Linked DNA regions of Sus scrofa: region 2 is linked to region 1. A link is a contact called in public HiChIP or PLAC-seq data. All regions are on one chromosome and are shown on one strand. The core of a region is the stretch at or near the end of the contact, and the rest is flanking DNA. Distances in the headings are between cores, read along the strand shown.

Region 1 (3,401 bases), core at 560-3,059:
CCTTTTAAAGGAACATTGAAAAGTTTAATGATATTTAACAAATAATTTTGAAATGACCATCATTAACACTAGGTGAAAATTATTCCAGACATTTCTCTATGTATCTATCTATATACATCTGTATCTATCTAGAGTGTGTACACACACACACACACACACACACCCCTACAGGTGGGTGAGTGGATGGATAGAAATACAGTTGTAGATATATGGTCAGACCATGATACTTTTTTTAAATACCGTGTTTACATTTACTGTTACCACAATTGAAGAGAAGGAAAAAAATGAAGTGAAACTAAAGAAAATGTGACATATCAGATAAAAGTTTCTTCATTTTAAAAGGTACTAGGCTCTAAAGAATTGCCAGAATATTTTTAAAAAGTACATCTTAAGAAATCTATGGAAGAAATTCAATTCAAGTTGGCAATTTATTTTAAACTCTGGGTTGTGATTAATTATCCTTACATTTTGCATTTACCTTGTGCCCTTGGAATGAACAACTAGACATGGATTAATATGAGCCTCTCCTTTTGCAAAAGAGAATGCTAATTGCATCATATAGGAAAAGGAAGACAGATCTTTCCAATGTGATTGATAAGGGCTTAAGAGAGTGTAATGTTTTGGACCATACTGGATTGGACTGAGCAGATTCTGATTTGTTCTTCCCTCTCATAGTTGCCCCCAAAAGTTGTAGACACTCAGTAAGGGCTGAAATGAATTAAAGCCAGAAAGGCATGTTATCTGGGATTTTTTACCCCCTACATGAGTTATCCTTAGACTTTATGACTTTCTCTGGTCTATGGCTAAATCCACACAGATCAATGGTAATAGGTATTTCATTAGATGAATATACATCAACAAAGAAGAATTTGATTCCATCCCAAGGCTTGTTCTCATCTTGTGCAGATCCTCAGAGTGGGGTAAACAATTACCAGTATTGAGAGGGCTGGAAGAGGAGCATCTGGACTCAGATGTTATCCAGGCGGATCCTAGAATCTTACAGGCAATCCCTCAAAATAGAATCTACCAACAGAGAAGTCAGCAGACACTCTCTGGCCATTGCAGCTGAGTTCAAAAATCATAGGATACCAGCCATGTTGTCACAAGACCTTGTACCCTCACATGCTTGTTTGGGATGGCTTCATGTCATCAGGGCTCTTCTGAGGAACCTGAGTTTTTTTTTTTTTTTTTTTTTTTTTTTATCACAACAGCTGGGAAATCCTGTGGGAAGTCACAACTTTGTTTTTGTTTTGTTTTGTTTTGTTTTGTTTTGTCTTTTAGGGCTGCATCCATGGCACATGGAGCTTCCCAGGCTAGGGGTCGAATCGGAGCTGTAGCTGCCATACTACATCTCAGCCACAGCAATGCAGGATCTGAACCATGCCTGCAACCTACACCACAGCTCATGGCAGTGCCAAATCCTCAACCCACTGAGAGAGGCCAGGGATCAAACCTACATCCTCTTGGATGCTAGTCAGATTTGTTTCTGCTGAGCGATGACAGGAACTCCTTTTTTTTTTTTCTTTTAATTTTCTAAGAAAGACCATGAATGACTCCCTTTCAAAAAATTAAAATCTCTTTTCAGCAAAATGTATGAGACCAAACTTGGAAGACCCACTTGCAATTCCAATAATAACAGTACTACATTTATCAAATTCATGGTTTAATGAGCAGTGAAATTGATCTGGGAGTGAATATCATGGGTGGAAAGATCAACAGCATGATTTCTGGGAGGTGCGATGCCTGAATGGTATTATGTGGATAGTTGCATAACGGCGATGCAGTAATGCAGCTGAACAATCAGTGCATTGTCTTCAGAATGAGGAAGTAAACAGTCTCCAGTGTTGCCATCACAAGTTCCCACAACACTTATTGAGCTTATGTGAACATTAGATTTTATTTCTGTATTCAGTGTTGGATTCATCTGCTGCTAAATGGAAAACAAGCCAGGTAGAGGAGAAAGTACAAATTGAAAGATATGCCTTGTTTCACTTCTGTGATTATCTCACCTGTGTCTTCCCTTTGCATCTGTGTAGCTGGGGAGTCAGATGTGATGATCTTAACAAATTCAAAATCTCTATTCAACATTATAGTCACTTAATGAACATTTATTGAGGGGCTAGATGGAAAGAAAACCATCCCCTCCCCGAGTGGGAAATAAATTATTTCAACCATGTAGATTTTAAGTTCTGTTAGGTGGACTTAAAATAGACTTTATTAATTTTTATTGAAGTATACTTGATTTATAACGTTAGTTTCATATGTACTGTGAAGTGATTCAATGATGTATGTATATATGTGGGTATGTATTTTTCAGATTCCTTCTCCTTATAGATTATTACACTGTATTGAGCACAGTCCCCTGTGCTATACAATAGGTCTCTGTTGGTTATCTAGTTTATATATCCTAGTGTGTATATGTTAATCCCAACCTCCTAATTTACCCCTACCTCCCCTTTCCCCTTTGGCAACTGTAGCTTTGTCTTGGTAACTGTTTTCTATGACTCTGAGTCTATTTTTGTTTTAGAACAGCCTTTAGTATAGGAAGAATTTTCCTCTCCTATTGAGGTGATAGCCTTCTGAATGTTTAATCTGATGTCCCATGAGTTACCAAGTTTTTCTGCTTTTAGGGGAACACAATCTATTCATGTCCTATATGAGCTCCAATAATGGTTCCTGAAGGTGTTATTTTCCCCCCAGACTCTGGTAGTTTCTTCTCAGTCATGTGCTGGTCAGAATTCAGCTGAAGACTCAGAAGGGCCTCTCTGCAGTTCTCTTGAGCTCCCTCCCTGTCTCTCTGTACAGCTGTCTTCTTTGGGAATTGCCTGTGGATTCCTGGCCTCACTCCTAATTCCATTTCTTCAGGTCAGGGACTCTCTCAGACTCACTTGAGTTCCAGCTCCCTGAGCTCTGGCCTATAAACTCCCTCCAGGTAGGAAGCTGGGCAATCACAAGAGTGCTCTCTGATGACCAATGTCTGGAAATCACTGTTTCATATATTTTGTTGATTTTTTTTTCAGTTGCTTTATGGGGGAGATAAATCTATTTCCTGTTACTTCATCTTGGCTGGAGACAGCCCCATCGATCTTAAGTTAGAAAAACTTCTTTATTATTCTCGCCATTAAAAATTGCTCATGATTCCAAATACTTATCTTTTATGCTGAGGAGCTGGTTTACCATATTCAGCGATAGGGGAGGTCATTGTCCAGATGGATGTCAAATGGGAATTGGCAAGTTTCCTTAATGGTATACAGGTGTCTCAAATTAATTAGCCACAGATTGATCACTTTGATGAATAATTCTAGTTTTGAATTGGACTTCTCATAAATAAAATCTAATTTTCAGGAGGAACTTATATACCCTGTTTGATGAGGTCTCTCTCGCTCTCTATTTTATAGCTG
Region 2 (3,257 bases), core at 289-2,788, 430 kb after region 1:
TTAATCCATCCATTCTAAGCCTGCCTCCTTCTGGCTCCTCCCTGTCCTCCTTCAGTATCACCATACAATGAGCCCCTATGCTACGCCAAGCACTCTGCTCAGTGCTGGCATCAGGCACTTGCTCAGGTGTCCATGTTGATATCTTAAATTCTCTTCTTTAGTCTTCCTCCCAAGAAAGTACTGCTTTTGGTTTCCATGTCCTCAGAAGTCTTTCTCTCCCTTGCCAAACTACTCATACCTTCAAGGGTAAGATTAGAGGGTACCAAGGATGGCATGGTAGAAAGAGTGTAAACTCTGTATCAGAGAGACTTATCCTTAGAGACTTATTCTCAGACCTTGGCTATTCTGTTCACCAGCCATATGACCTTAGATGAACTCTCACCCTCTCTCATCCTTAATTTTCTCACCTACTGTAACTGTTAGGATGCCTACTTTACAGAGCTGTTAAGAGGAATTTAATGAAATATAACCCAAATTGTCTCGCCTAGTGCCTAGAACATGGGAAGCAATAAATGGTAGTAATTCCAATGCCTAAGAGAGGGTTTCCACATCATTTGATATTGGCATATTCAGAACCACTACCTGACTTTTTCATGCCCCCTTCTGGGAACATGCATTTGGTAGAAAGCCTACTCCATATGTATTGTAATAAGGAATAAATAAATGAAGTTCAGTCTGGAGAGTGAGTGTTTCTCTTCATTTTTATGAGCTTCACTTAAAGTCCCTTTTCCTCCTCTTTTGGTGTATAAATTAATTGCAGTTTTATCTCAGCCCCATTCTTTCATTAAAAGGATTAATTTTGGTCTCTGCCTTTTTTAAATTGAAAAATACCAATAAATTCAAATTAGCCATAACTGAATCATGGTTTTCCTTCCTTTTGCCATTTCCTTGCTTTCCATCTTCTTATAATTTAAACTTTCCACATCTGAGAGTAGGAAATGTGAGTTCCCAATTTTTCCACTGCTTCAATAAGCAGGCTGGAAAATGTTTTAATGGGCTGCTTGAATCAATGAATTTTAATGACTTCCCACTTCCTCCTGAACATTTTCACATTTAGCTCTTGCCTTTTCCTTCAGCATTTCAGTCCCAATCTGAGAGGTTATTAAGCCTGTGATAGTGACACTGGCAAAGCTCTTTCTAAATTTAAATGGTAGCAATGATATTTTGCTGCTAAAATTAATTTTACGTCATCATTTCCAAATAGAAAAACTCATAAAACATTTCTTTCTTTACTCCTAAAGATATGAAAGGTAACCTTTAACTTGTCTGGAAATGCTTTCTATCCCAATAGGTATCCCATTTTAAAAATGTTTTTTCCAAATGTAAATCTTACACAAAGACTTTTCTAGAAAAGGTGTACTCTGGGCATGTTATGTTTTTGCCAAAGTGTCCAGCCTTTGCTTTCATCATATCAGGACTATGACTTGTGAGTTTCCCTTTATCTGTAAGAGAAAGTTGACCTTTTGAGCTCATTAAACTTCCTGGTGAGTCAGCCCTCTTTCTCTCAGGCTTGTATCCTCCCTCAGGACCAACTTCTCACATTCCACCGATTCAGCACCTGCCTCTTTTTCCAGGCTCTTTTTCAAACCTGTTAGACTAGCCCCATCCTTGACCCAGTGATTTCTTTGTGTGGCTAGTTAGTTAATTTTTCATTTATGAAAATGACATATAATTTATCATCCCACTAAAGCATATTAAATGAAAAAAATTACTAACAAGGGTTACTAGAAATGATAATCTCCAGGAAGGCAGTAATGGTGAAATAATAAGAATTTATTTTATCACAAAAATCCAACATTCAAGCAGCTACAAATAGGTAGCGATTTCTCTTTTTTTTTTCCTCTAGGAATTTGGCTTGAAATTATCCAGGATCTACTTTTCTTTATGTATTTCCAGTTCATGATAGTAGAATGGAAATAAGTAGAAACAAATTTTCTACAGACTTTCCAAAGTTTACTTATGGGTTTAGACTGGAAAGGGAAAAGCAGTAACAGGTATTGATTAATTTATTCAGCAGTAGGACTTTGTTGTTTTATTACTTCCCCCTAGTCTAGCATTTACCTAGTTTTGCTTTTTTTTTTTTTTCCTTTTCATGACTGAAAACTCCTTCAATGAAACATAATGTATATCACACTTCTACAGGAACACATGTCACCCTTCACCAAAATTTTTTTTTTTCTTTTTAAGAAAAAGATTTTTTAGGAGTTCCCATTGTGACACAGCAGAAACAAATCTGACTAGGAACCATGAGGTTTCGGGTCCAATCCCTGGCCTTGCCCAGTGGGTTAAGGATCTGGCATTGCTATAAGCTGTGGCATAGATCGCAGACACAGCTCAGATCTGGCGTTGCAGTGACTGTGGCTTAGGCCAATGGCTAAAGCTCTGATTAGATCCCTAGCCTGGGGACCTCCATATACCACAGGTGCGGCCCTGAAAAAAACAAAGAAAAGAAAAAGAAAAATATTTTTTAGAATTAAGGAGTCTTCATAAGGCCTAATCAGAAGGTCTCATTACAGTCCCAAGAGAAGAATGGCAACATATACATCTTCAGATGAGATAATTATTTTCACCTTGAATCCTCCATCCTTCAAAAAATAACTTTTCCCCTTAGTGAGCACCATTTCGTTTTTAAACTGAGTGTATCTTCCAACATTTAATACTTTACTAAACATGGTTGAAATCCATTTGACCTATGAATCATGTTTATCCCTTATGTGTATTTATACCTCTTTTAAAGCTTGGGTTTATGTTGCAATTAAATGAATGGAATATACTTGCAAATCATTACAGGTGCAAGATGCAAATACTACTTTGAAAATATAAATAATTAACTCTTAGGGAAGGTGAGATGGTTTCAAAGGAAAAGTATTGGCTAGAGTTAGGAGATCTGGATTCTAGTTTTAGTTTTGCCACTCACTAGCTGTAAACTTGGGCCAATCATTTAATTTCATTTAAATGCAGTTATCATAAAGCCATAACATTGTATCCTTTCATTGCTAAAACTATAAAATGGTAAAGATAGGTACCTATCTCTTTCCAAGTGAATCTGTCCAACTATCAGAATACATTGACTGATTAAAATTTTATGAGAGAACTAAAGAAACACTTTGCATTTTAAATAACATTTCTGTAAAATTTGGAAAAATGTGTGAAAACAAAGTGGTTCTTCATATCACTGCTCAGACAACTACTTGTAAAAAAAAAATACATGTGCAGGGATCAGAAAGAAATCCAGACATTGAAAGAAATGAATAAAA

The links. HiChIP or PLAC-seq counts read pairs in DNA pulled down with a chosen protein or histone mark.
Region 2: an H3K27ac HiChIP or PLAC-seq map of alveolar macrophages shows a contact between it and region 1, with 13 times the contacts expected there. The contact joins two enhancer-like sites. A contact is called at or near these places in 1 of 47 Hi-C or Micro-C datasets (embryonic fibroblasts) and 1 of 2 datasets of contacts at active chromatin or transcription factors (alveolar macrophages).

Annotation. Positions count from the first base shown.
Region 1 is chr9:86,217,397-86,220,797 of Sscrofa11.1, forward strand. No RefSeq gene overlaps it. Among named protein-coding and RNA genes, the nearest start is that of AGR2, 170 kb to the left of the region's middle. Within about 2 kb of position 1,810, at least 9 of the 83 cell types and tissues checked have an H3K27ac peak or open chromatin away from gene starts, as enhancers often do. A contact at or near this core is called in alveolar macrophages, where this site is marked.
Region 2 is chr9:86,650,828-86,654,084 of Sscrofa11.1, forward strand. All of the region lies in intron 4 of LOC110255481 (a long non-coding RNA gene), which reads right to left. Among named protein-coding and RNA genes, the nearest start is that of AHR, 140 kb to the left of the region's middle. Within about 2 kb of position 1,539, at least 10 of the 83 cell types and tissues checked have an H3K27ac peak or open chromatin away from gene starts, as enhancers often do. A contact at or near this core is called in alveolar macrophages, where this site is marked.